Linked DNA regions of Mus musculus: region 1 is linked to region 2. A link is a contact called in public promoter capture Hi-C data. All regions are on one chromosome and are shown on one strand. Each heading gives the region's core, a stretch centred on a gene start, on an enhancer-like site or on the middle of the called end of the contact. The rest is flanking DNA. Distances are from core to core; before and after follow the strand shown.

Region 1 (5,602 bases), core at 1,312-3,811, 38 kb before region 2:
AGAGAGACCTTGTGTCAAAAAAGAAGAAGCAAAGGCAATTGGGGTGGGAGGAGTGAGGCAGAGATAGCTCAGTGGATAAGATGGCTGCCTTGTAAGCATGAAGACTCAAGTTCACTCCTTAGAACGGAAGAGTTCGAGGTGGCAGTGTGTGTAGTCAAAGCTCTGAGAACGAGGCAGAGGGATCCCAGGGGCTCACTGGGCAGCCAGCCTAGTCAGTGACCTTCATGACACCACGAGACCCTAGCTCAGAAACCAGGGTGGGGCTGAAGAAATGCCTCAATAACTCAAAACCTTTACTAATTCTCAGATCCCAGCCCCACTTGTAGTTCACAGTCATCTGCTCATGCAACACACATACATGTACACACATATATGTGCACATACACACATGCATGCACACACACGCACACATATACACACACTTGTGCATGCACAGATACACATATATGCAATACACATAGGAAGGCACATACACACATTCGTGCACAAACAAATACACACATGCTCGTGCATGCACATGAACACACATACATGCATGTGTACACGCATGACCCCATGCATGCACACATGTGCTTACACATTCATGCATACAAGCATGTGAGCACACACATGCACATGCATGCACTCACAACAAACCACCCTCCCTTGATGACCAGGGGTTCATGGTTTTGTGGTAAAGTGAGTAGGGCATTGAGGTTTGATTTGGGAGGAATGGGGAATAGGTGTGGGTGCGGGGTGGGTAGGAAAATTAGAACTCACGACAAGTTTTGTGGTCACAGGCTGAAAGAGAAGAGAGCTGATATGAGTGACGTGCAGACATGGCAGCTTGAGAATTGAATTGGGAAGGGATCAAGGGAGAGAAGGGGGAAATCTGGCAAGATGGTGATGCTGGGGGTCCCAGGAGTGCTATTAGGAGGGAAAGAACTGGGTGGGGGAGAAGGGGCGGCACCTTTCATTTCATAGTCTCTTAATGCTCCCTTTAGTTCCTTGATGGCATGTTCCCTGAAGCTCACCAGCTCTTCCAGCAGAGGAACGTCTGAGGAAGGAAGAGATGCTCTTCAGTGCAGGTCCTCATCAAACCTCCAGCCACTTACAGAATTGTCGGACTGGGCTACAGAGGTGGCTCAGTGCTTAAGAGCACTGGCTGCTCTTGTAAAGAACGTAGATTCAGTTTCCAGCTCCTACACGGTGGCTCACAAACACCTGGAACTCCAGTTCCAGGGGAATCTGATGCCCTCTTCTGACACCCACAGGTACTGCATGCACAAATGGCATATAATACATGCAGAAACAAACAAACAAACAAAAAAAACAAACCCCAAAACCCCAAAACACTTATACACATAAAATTTTAAGAATTTTTAAGTGCTCCAGATTTTAGAGGTTTTCATTTCGGTTCTTTGCAAAAATGACCTGACTGTCCAGAAAGAGTCTGAATTCTGGAAGGCTCCCAAGTGTTTGAGACTCAAAATGTGTGTGCAGACTTGTTTGTGCTTGAATAACGGCTGGTTCCCGTGAATCCTGGCACCTAGAGCTTTGAGGCTGGCTTTGAACTCTAACTAATTAGAGGGATTCAAAGTCATGGTCCTCTTGCCTCAGCTTCCTGAGTTACTAGGATGACAGGCCACGGGTTTACTCACTGGTGGAAGGTTATTACAAATGTTAGATTATTATATTTTTTTAAAAGACAGCTGTAGAGAGACAGAAAGAAAGGCTTGGTCCAACCTTAGATGGGACCGTGCTTATTCACCGCAAAGAAGTAGATGGCCAGAATGCCTCCAGAGGAAGAAGTCACCCCTTATCCCATTGAAATGATTGCTGTAGTCTGCAAAGAAAGCTGGGAAATGTAGTCTTTCAGCAAGACAATGCCAAAAACACCCCGTTTATAAAAATCACAGTGTTTGAGAAACACAAGAAGACAGAAGTGTGTGGCTGGCCACACCTAGTGATGGGCATTATAGAGATGGGAGTGTCCCGCATACATCGTCAACTCTGTGTGACTTTGGACAGGTCACCTGACTTCTTTGAACCTCAGCTTTTCTCCCTCTCAACCCTTTCTCAAAATTCTGCCTAGCTGTCACAGCAAAGGACACATGCCCGCCCAGAGGAGAAGCTCGGATGCAGAAAGGAAGGCCAGGGGGTGGCTCAAGGGTCTCCCACCTGTCTTAGAGTTAGCCTTTATATACTGGGCTTGGTTCTTGAAGGATGTCGCCACTTTTTCCAGTTGATCCACGACTGCAGACCAGAAGGGAGGCCCTGTCAGGTCAGAAGGCCCACAGCTCCCCGGGCCTCTTCCCTACGCACCCAAGTACACACCCACTTTCCCCACGAAAGCGTTCATTGCATAGTCCCTGAAGAAAGGCCCCTCCATGCTCAACAGCAGGGCCTGCGCGCGCGCCTGCAGCCCTTCCAGATGGAAGCGCTTGGTGACGATGGCATCACGCAACTGCCTGAGCTCCAGTAGCACTGACTGGTCGCACTGCAGGCAGCCCCATGCCCCGGGGCCGCCCAGGCCACACAAAAGCACCAGGGCCAAGGCCAAAGGCATGGTGGGGACTTTGTGACCTCACAGGGGCGACCTCAGAACACTCCGAGTGTAGCTCTGGAATCCAGGTAGTTAACATATTTATTGAACACCTGTTGGGTGCTGTTCTAACCCCCATCCCCCACCCCCACCCCCTCCACCCCCACCCTGCCCTCCTCCAACCCCTAAAGCCTGGCTGAGAAAGACTGAAGTGTCCTGCCTTACTGTAGGCTAAATTTACTAATTCAACAGACTTTCTTGCTTTCCTTCTTCCTCACGTTTCTTTCTTTTTTCCTCTTTCTCTCTTACAACATCTTACTAATTTTCGAAGCCAGGTACGTCTTTAATCCCAGCACTCTGGAGGCAGAGACAGGCAGATCTCTGTTAGTTCTAGGCCAGCCTGGTCTATATTGAAAGGAAATAAAACTTGAGACCTGTGATTCATGTAATGTATGTCAAATAGCCCAAAGAGTTGTTTGTGAGCTTTGAAACCTGGGGCTGAGAACATAGCAGAACAGACCAGGACATGCCGGGACAGGCCCGTCCCCTCCCTATCTCCCACCCCTCTGACCTAAGTTAAATGTTAACAGGCTGCTGATGTTTAAATGGACCAATCATGTGAAACCGTGCCAATTCCTCCCCCAGCCCCACTCCTTTTCTATAAAAACCCCTAGCTTCCAAGCCTCGTGGTCGAATCCACTGTCTCCTGTGTGAGATACGTTTCGACCCGACGCTCCGCCATTAAAATACCTCGTGTTGTTACATCAAGGTGTTGTGTTCTGTTGGTGATTCTTGGGTGCACACAGAATCGGGAGTTGAGTGGGGGTTTCCCCACTAGGTTCTTTCAATATTAGTGAATGCTAGGACAGCCAGAGCTACATAATAAGACCTTGTCTTGGAATAGGTTTTTTTTTTTTTTTTTTTTTTGAGACAGGGTTTCTCTGTATAGCCCTGGCTGTCCTGGAACTCACTCTGTAGACCAGACTGGCCTCGAACTCAGAAATCTGCCTGTCTCCCGAGTGCTGGGATTAAAGGCGTGCGCCACCATGACTGGAAGAATAGTTTTTTAAAAAAATAATTTTTGAGAATTTCACAGACACATACAATGCATTTTGATCCTATTCATCGCCCCAAATACTCCCAGGTCCACACCCGGTTTCTCTTTCTCTTCTTCCTTTCTCCAGCCCTCCCTCTCCCTATTTCTCTTCTAAGAGTGTGTCACACAGCCCAGGCTGGCCTTGAACTTTATATTTATCGAAGGATGACATTGAACTCCCAATCCTCCGGTCTCAACCTCCTGATAGTGGTGATTATCTAATTGTAAGTCCAATTTTAAAAGTTCAAGGAGCCAGTGCGATGGCTCAGCAGGTCTTCAATGTTAGGCTAAGCAGAGAAAGGTCTGGGACAAGCTGTGCCACTAAGAGATCACACCACACAGTAGATCTAAGGCAAGAATGCTATTATGGGTGAGTGGGGGAGGGAAGGGATCTCTAGAAGTTGGACAGAGAGATTCAGACAGACTGACAGAGAGACAGAGAGACAGAGAGAGACAGAGACTGAGAGACAGAGAGACTGGGAAACAGAGAAGAGACACAGAGAGAGACATGATGCTGAGAGAGACCTTTCAAAGGGTGTGCACATCCCACTGAAACGTAAGCAGTAAGCAGCTTGTAGCAACAGAGGAGATGGGCTGCCCCTGGCAGAGGGGCAGGTGATGACTTAAGCTGCTGGAGCTGAGTGGCTAAAAGTCAGGCTGAGGGAGCCACCTGATTTACAACACTTAAGCATGAGGACCTGAGTTCGATTCCCAGGACCCACACTGTGGAAGGGCAGAATTGACTCTCCAATGTGATTCTCTGAACACACATTCACCATGGCACGTGCTCCTCCCCCAATAAACATGTAATTTAAAAAGTGCTTAGCACTGAGTGTGGTTAATAGCACCAGCTGGGAGCCTGACTCCTTTGCCTGCTTTTAGGACCTTAGGAGAGTGTCTAGTCTTATCAAAACGTGATATGCTAAGATTAGTTGATGTCCCTGGGAGGCTTGCCCTTTTCTGAAGGAAAACAGAGGAGGAGTGGATCTGTGGGAGAAGGGGTGGTGGTGTGGAGGACTGACAGAAGGGAGGGGAAACTGTAGTCTGGATGTAATATATGAGAGGATTAAAAAAAAGCAATAGATGTTCTTGCATAGGAATCTGAATTTGGTTCCCAGCACCACATGGCAGCTCTAGTTGCAGGGGTCTGATGCCCTCTTCTGGTTTTTCTGGGCACTACATCCATGTGCATCTACTCATAATTTTTTTAAAAAATATTTTTTTTGGTCTTTTTGAGACAAGGTTTCTCTGTATAGCCTTGGCTGTTCTGGAACTAGGTCTGTAGACCAGGCTGGCCTTGAACTCAGAGACCTGCTTGCCTCTGCCTCCCAAGTACTAGGATTTAAGGCATGTGTCACCACTGCCCAGTCTTAAAAATAATTTTTTTAAAAAAGTAGATTTAAATTCTGTGTTATAAAACTTGGTTTAGGACACTTGGAATATGTGAATCTACTTCAAGTGAGAATGTTACAAGTTTTCATGACAGTGCAGTGACATCCTGACATCCTGTCCTGAGAACACAGAGAACTGTTGACTCAAAGGCAACAAAGTAGCTATGACAATCCCTCTGCTGGCTACTGTGTGCACCTAATGATTGCAATAGCAATGTTTCGAACAGGACATATTTAAGTAATTCTGAGAACTAATGTTACATGTTTGAGTTTTAAAAACTACTCATTTTTGTTTTGTTTTGCTTTTTTTTTTTTTTTTTCGAGACAGGGTTTCTCTGTGTAGCCTTGGCTGTCCTGGAACTCACTCTGTAGACCAGGCTGGCCTCGAACTCAGAGACCCGCCTGCCTCTGCCTCCCAAATGCTGGGATTAAAGGTGTGTGCCACCACGCCCGGAAAACTACTCATTTTTATTTATACCTTCTTTCCTTCCTTCCTTCCTTCCTTCCTTCCTTCCTTCCTTCCTTCCTCCCTCCCTCCCTCCCTCTTTCTCTCTCTTTCGTTCTCTCTCTCTCCCTCTTTCTTTCTTTCTT
Region 2 (5,941 bases), core at 354-2,853:
CTGCCTCTGCAACCAGGCCAGTAAAGACAGATGATGACATCACCAGTTGCTGGGTAGATTTAGCCTTGATGGAGTGGATGATATCCGTAGTTGGCAGGTACGGTTGGTTGGCTACAGACACCTGAGCTGTCATGTCCAAATGGACAATAGAGTGCCAGGATGGCAGAGCTGCAGAATGAAACCCTGTCTCCGAAGCAAAGAAGCAGGCCTGCAGCAGTGGCTCAGTGGTTAAGAGCAGAAACTGTTCTTCCAGAGGACCTGGGTTCAATTCCCAGTACCCACAGGACAGCTCAGAATCATCTGTAACTCCAGTTGCAGGAAATTTGACATCCTCTTCTGGCCTCCGACCGCACTGTATGCACACAGTACACATACATATATGCAGGTAAAAAAGCCATACACACACACACACACACACACACACAGAGAGCCATACACTCACACACATACACAAGGAAACAGCAAGTTTAGGAGACTGTTCAAAGCTGAGGCAGACCCAAGTGCTTAAGGGACTATGAAACAACACGAGCTAAGCAGTTGGAAGACAAGGTGGAGTGTATCTATGTGGTGAGGGCTTTGGGGACTTTGGTATTTACTTATCGTTTGTTTGCTGATTTATTTATTTTTGCAGTAAGGTGATGTAAACTTAGTGCTTTATAGCTCAAGTGCCCTATAACTGAGCCACATCTTAAGCCCTCTTTTTGTACTTTGAGACAGGGTCACACTAAGTTTCTCAATCACTTTGTTTAAACCCATGACCTCAACTCATTGCAGTCCTCCTGCCTCAGCCCGGCAATGCTAGCTAGGATGGTAGGTGTGGTCCTCCAGATGAGGTTGGGGTTTTTGCTTTGTTTTCTGAGACAGGGTCTCCTATAATCTAGGCTGGCCTAGAAATCTTTACATAGCTGTAGGATGACCTTGAACTCCTGATCCTCCAACCTCCAGTTCTCCAGGGCTGGAATGATTCTCTGGTGCCATCACTCCTGCTTTGCAAGGTGACTGGGTGGAACCCAGGGCTTCGTGCATGCTAGGCTAACCCTCTACTGAGTCTCCATATAAGGTCTCAATCGCACCAAGTTCAAGGCTTTAGTGAAATTACGTAGTGGAAACGCTTCACACATCTTTGAGCTCAATAAATGATTCTGACCCATCCACCTGCTTTGGGTCTGCTCACGGTCTGCACTCTACAAAAGCAGTTTCTTGGTGTGTGTCCTCACGCCGGCTCCCGGGGGACCCAGGCATTCCGGCCTCCCGCCGCCCCCTACGGGTGCGCACAAAGGCATCCATTCATGCCTGTTTACAAAGCAGCCCATTCACCCTGTCCCCTTGAACCAGCAGCTGCTGGCCGCTCCCCAAGCATCTCTATTGGTGCTTCCTGCTGGCCATCAGGCCCGGGTCCCGCCTACTGCCGCACATTCTCGGCCAGGTTCTTTTCCCACGCCTGGCACGCTTTGCCAACTTCTGATTGGCCTGGCGCGCCAGCCGCTCTTTTTGATTGGGCAGCACTGAGCCCCAGGGGCGAGGTCTGAGCGGGCCGCAGCAAGTGCTGATTGGTCTGTAATGCCTACCTGTGGGTGGGGCCGTCCACTGCAGGCCCCGCCTCCTTTTCTGTCCAGGCCGAGGCCTCTGGACCGCCCTGGGCGCCGGTGAGTGTCCGGGGACCTCCCCCCCGTGGTGCGCCCCAAGGGTTGGCCAGAGCCTGTCAGACCTGGGGAGGCCGGAGCCGGTGGGGTACAGCGGGGGGTCTTGGAGAGGGGTGGGTCAAGACATTCACCCTGGGTGCAAGCGACCCCAGGGTCAGGGAGAGGTAAGGGGAAGGTTGTAGTCACCCAGCCCGGATTCCCACCTTGTGCCAGACAGCCTGGGGTCATCTCTGACAGCGTCACACGGTCTGTTCTGCAGAAGGGGAAACTGAGGCAGTGCTTGGAACGTTGCATGATAGAACACCTGAGTCATGGTCTCCATTCCCCAGCTCTCAGGACTACCGTGTCAGATGTCAGAGGAGGAAAAAGCTGTGGACCAGAGAGAGAGGGGTCGCGACAGGCAGGGACAGGAACAGAGAAGGATGTGTTTGGCTGGGTGTCCCAGTTTGTTTTGATTTGACTTGGTTTAGTTAGTTGTTTTGGTTTTTTGTTTTGTTTTGGTTTTTTGTTTTTTTGTGAGTTTTTTTTGTTTGTTTTTTTTGTGTTTTTTGTTTTTTTTGGAGATAGCTTCTGAACTCACTGTGTAGACCGAGTTGACCTCAACCCCCAACCTTCCTGCCTGAGCCTCTCAAGGGCCGCGATGACAAGAGTGTGCCACCAAGCCTCACAATGGACATGGGCACTTTAATGTATAACTAAACTCCCCTCCAGTGTAGGAGAATGGATTTGAGGTAGGTTTGTGTGGTTTCCATCTCACAGAGAGTGAAGATATAGACTGGACCGAGGTGGGGAACACAGGGACCTGGTGTGCCTGGCCCTGTGGCTTTTTTTTTTTTTTAAACATCATAATAGTAATCAGGAGTTCAAGACCAGCCTCAGCTACATGATGAGTTCCAGGCGAGCCTGGGCTACTTAAGACCCTGTATCTGAAAAACAAAAAACAAAAATAAATTGTTCTGTAAGCCATACCTCTTAACACCTCTTAAGCCACAAGTTTATCGTAGGCATGATCACCCGATGTCTCCTCCTCGATCACCTTCTCGATTGAGGAGAAGACCCAAGCCTGAGGCTGGCATAGCATTTTGACATCATATCTGAGGATTGGGGCATCCCACTTCCAGGGTTCAGGAAACTGAGATTCTAAGAAAGAAAGAAAGAAAGAAAAAAAAAAAAAAAACCACGATAAAACAGAACAGAGACCTGGGTCCTTTTCCTCAAATAATTTTTGTTGATCTCATGAGCCTCAATTCCTAGCGAAGAAAGTGAAGGTTCAGAAGGCTGGAGGGAGATTCGAACCCTAGCATACTTAGTCCGGCTCTGTGCCAGCCCTTCACCTTTGCCCACAGCCGCCCACTTGGCAACAGGTTCTATCTTTGCTGGCTGCTGTGCCAGGCCCCGCCCCCCGCCCAGCCCGGCAGGTGTCAGGAGACGTCAGAACCCGGTCCTGCCTTCCTGACGGGAGAGGCCCCACCTCTTGCTGGACCGCAGAGCCGGCCTCACCTGGGTGCTGGAGAGGATCTGGACTCGGAGGCCTCCCCATCTCTACCGCCAGGCGCCCAGGTAGCCTCGGGATCCGCGGGATAAAGGAGCTATGCCATAGGGCGCTGGGTCGGGACGAGAGGGAGTTAGGATCCATGCTCCCAGAGCGATAATGAGCCAGGTACCCCAAGTCAGAGGGAAGAAGCTGAGCGTGGAACCCAGTGTCTGAGCGAGGAGAGCAGAGGTCTGGACCCTAGTGTCTAAAGGAGGAGGGCTGAGGTCTGGACTCATGTGTCTGAAGGAGGAGGGCTGAGGTCTGGACTCATGTGTCTGAAGGAGGAGGGCTGAGGTCTGGACTCGTGTGCCTGAGGGAGGAAAGCTGAGGTCTGGACTTCTGTACCTGAGGGAGAAGGGCTGGGGCCAGGATCCCAGGGTCTGAGGAAAAAGGACCGGGTCCTGACCAATCTAGGACTGAGGGAGGAGGCTGGGCTGGGGTCAGTACCCCTGGGTTTGTAGGAAGAGGTTGGGTTCTGGACCCCTGAATCTGAGAGAGAAACTGGGGTCTGGACGTCTGGGCCTGAGGGAGGAGAGCTGGGGTCAGGACCCCTGTGTCTGAGGGAAGAAGGTGGGTCCTGGCCCCTTGAGTCTGAGGGAGGAGGCTGGGGCAGGACGGGATCTATGTCACCCATTAGCTGAGGTCATAAGCTTGGTGCTGCCCCAGCCTCTGCCCAGGCGGGCGGGGCCCTGGCTGCTTTCCTTTTCCACACAGCTCTGTCTGCTCCTCCCAGGTGCTCTCACCTGCCTAAGTGACACTAATGAGTCCTGGCACCGCATTCCTGCTGCCTGAGGGAGGGGTGTGTGGCTGGGGCTCAGCCATTTGGGGCCAGGCCCTGGGCCCACCCTCTTGGCTTGGTTAACTTCCCTGAATCCCCACATCCCCACTTCCGACCCACGGCTGCAGCAAACCTCTCGACATCACCCGTGTCCAATGGAGACAGGGCTGGAGATCCCACTCCGGGGTTCTGGGCCTGGACTCTTGGTCTGAGGAGGCTTGCGGCTGCTCTTAAGCTGTTGGGAACAGCAGGGCTGTGAGGTACAAAGCCACCAAACTCTTCCTGGTCAAAGGCTACAGGGCTGGAGAGGAAGCAAGTGGGTGGGGTGGGTTAAAGTCCCTGGGATGGGGCTTGGCTCTGGGTGTATCTACCACACTGGAGCCTGGGGCGATCCTCGGCTCTTTGGGCTGACCATTTGTGGAGCACAGGGGGCCAAAGTGAGTGGGAACCAGGCTACTGAGGTTGGTGTGTGTGAGGAGGGCCAAGAGGGTCCCGAGGCAGAGGAGGTTTGCATGTGGGAGAGGCTCCTGGGGCAAGCTTGAGAGAACAAGATCTGGGAGGACACCTCTTGAACAAGCTGAGCGCTTGGATGGATGCCCCTAAGGTGTGTGTTGGAGGTGCCATTAGCCTGGTACACAGAAGTGAAAATGGAAAGCAGAGATGCAGGTGTCTTCAGGTGTTGTCTGAGTGGGGATGAGGCGGTGGGTCAGTAGGGGCTGCTTGCTGTGGGCCATTTTCTGCAGGATATTGGACAACCCTGAATTGGCTGTGTTTCCTAGTCAGCATCCCTGGAAGTAGGGGGAAAGGCCCAGACACCCTGACTGCCTCTTGCAAGCTTTCTTAAAGAGTCTTGAGACTTAGCTGGGTCCATACCCCAAGACCTGCTGAAAGGCAGGGCCCCAGCAACTCGTGACAGGTTTCCAGAGCCTGGGCTCTGAAAGGCCTCTGAGAATGTTGACTGAACGTGAGAACGAGTGAATGCATGAAGCCAGAGAGACTTCAGGGACTGGGCAATCAACCTGTAATTATGGGGCAGGCACGACCGAGCGGTGCACAAAACGTCAGCCGTGCCCCACCTGGGCCCCATCTTAGAGTGTCAACCGTGGTGGCAACCTTTACTGTCCTTGCCACCTCACCTCCTGCCCTCTTCTCATTTCAGCTGCAGACACAAGGCACATTCCTGTCCCAGGGCCTTTGCTTTGTCCCTGCACCCCAGTAGCCTGCTGGTTAGAGTCACTCAGGTCTTTAAAGACCTGAGTCTTTAGGGAAGGGTTCTCCAGTCAGTCCAGTTAAAAATGTGAACACAGTCCCAGCCCCAGCAGGAGGTATAGTTCCCCTGCCCTATACCTCCCACAGCCATTTATCACCATTTAAACCATTTGCATGTTTATAACAATGTATCTTTTTATTCTGTTTCTTGAGATGAGAATGGTATTTACTGTCTAGTATAAACAGAGCCCAAGCCATGAGTGTATTTAAGTTTTATAGTAACCACATTTGGGGGTGGGTACTGGAGAGGTGGCTGTGTGGTAACAGCTCTGGCTGGCTGCTCTCCCAGAGGATCTCAAGCCCCAGGACCTACATGATGGTTCAGAGCCAGCTATGCGTATCTACAGTTCTCGGGAATCCCTCTTCTGGCCTCCATGGATACTGGATGCATGTGGTATAAACATACCACATGCAGGCAAGCACCCTTACATGTAAATGTGGTTTTTTCTTTTTTATAAAAAAGTGGGGTATAGAGACTGCTGACGTTTTATAGCACTGATTGTTCTTGGAGAGAGCTGCAACCATAACACGTTGCTCCAGTTCCAGGGAGCTGCTGCCACCTTCTGACCACTGTGGGAACTTGCATACATGTGGTGCATATAATCTCAGCCAAGCACACATACACACAAATAATAGGTCTTTTACAGGAAGGTTATTTATATTACTTTAAACTGTGTGTGTGTGTGTGTGTGTGTGTGTGTGGTGTGATGTGTGGTG

The links. Capture Hi-C pulls out chosen DNA fragments and counts their contacts.
Region 1: a contact with region 2 is called in a promoter capture Hi-C map of adipose tissue. The contact joins the promoter of Izumo2 here to the promoter of Myh14 in region 2. A contact is called at or near these places in 23 of 39 promoter capture datasets (the 3T3-L1 cell line, 3T3-L1-derived adipocytes, the HPC-7 cell line and 14 more), 3 of 15 datasets of contacts at CTCF or cohesin (embryonic stem cells and pro-B cells), 71 of 484 Hi-C or Micro-C datasets (the AML12 cell line, the Ba/F3 cell line, the CH12 cell line and 28 more), 18 of 115 datasets of contacts at active chromatin or transcription factors (embryonic stem cells, intestinal crypt epithelium, intestinal villus epithelium and 4 more) and 4 of 9 other capture datasets (adipose tissue, embryonic stem cells, liver and 1 more).

The regions. Positions count from the first base shown.
Region 1 is chr7:44,705,689-44,711,290 of GRCm38.p6, reverse strand. Izumo2 (IZUMO family member 2) reads right to left here and starts at 2,561. Exons shown (of 7, transcript NM_001368390.1): 1 at 2,317-2,561; 2 at 2,161-2,235; 3 at 950-1,036; 4 at 760-780. The coding sequence starts at 2,548.
Region 2 is chr7:44,666,505-44,672,445 of GRCm38.p6, reverse strand. Myh14 (myosin, heavy polypeptide 14) reads left to right here and starts at 1,603. Exons shown (of 42, transcript NM_001271540.1): 1 at 1,603-1,646. 2310016G11Rik (RIKEN cDNA 2310016G11 gene) reads right to left here and starts at 4,213. Exons shown (of 5, transcript NR_152106.1): 1 at 4,089-4,213; 2 at 3,144-3,247; 3 at 2,613-2,783; 4 at 1,847-2,012.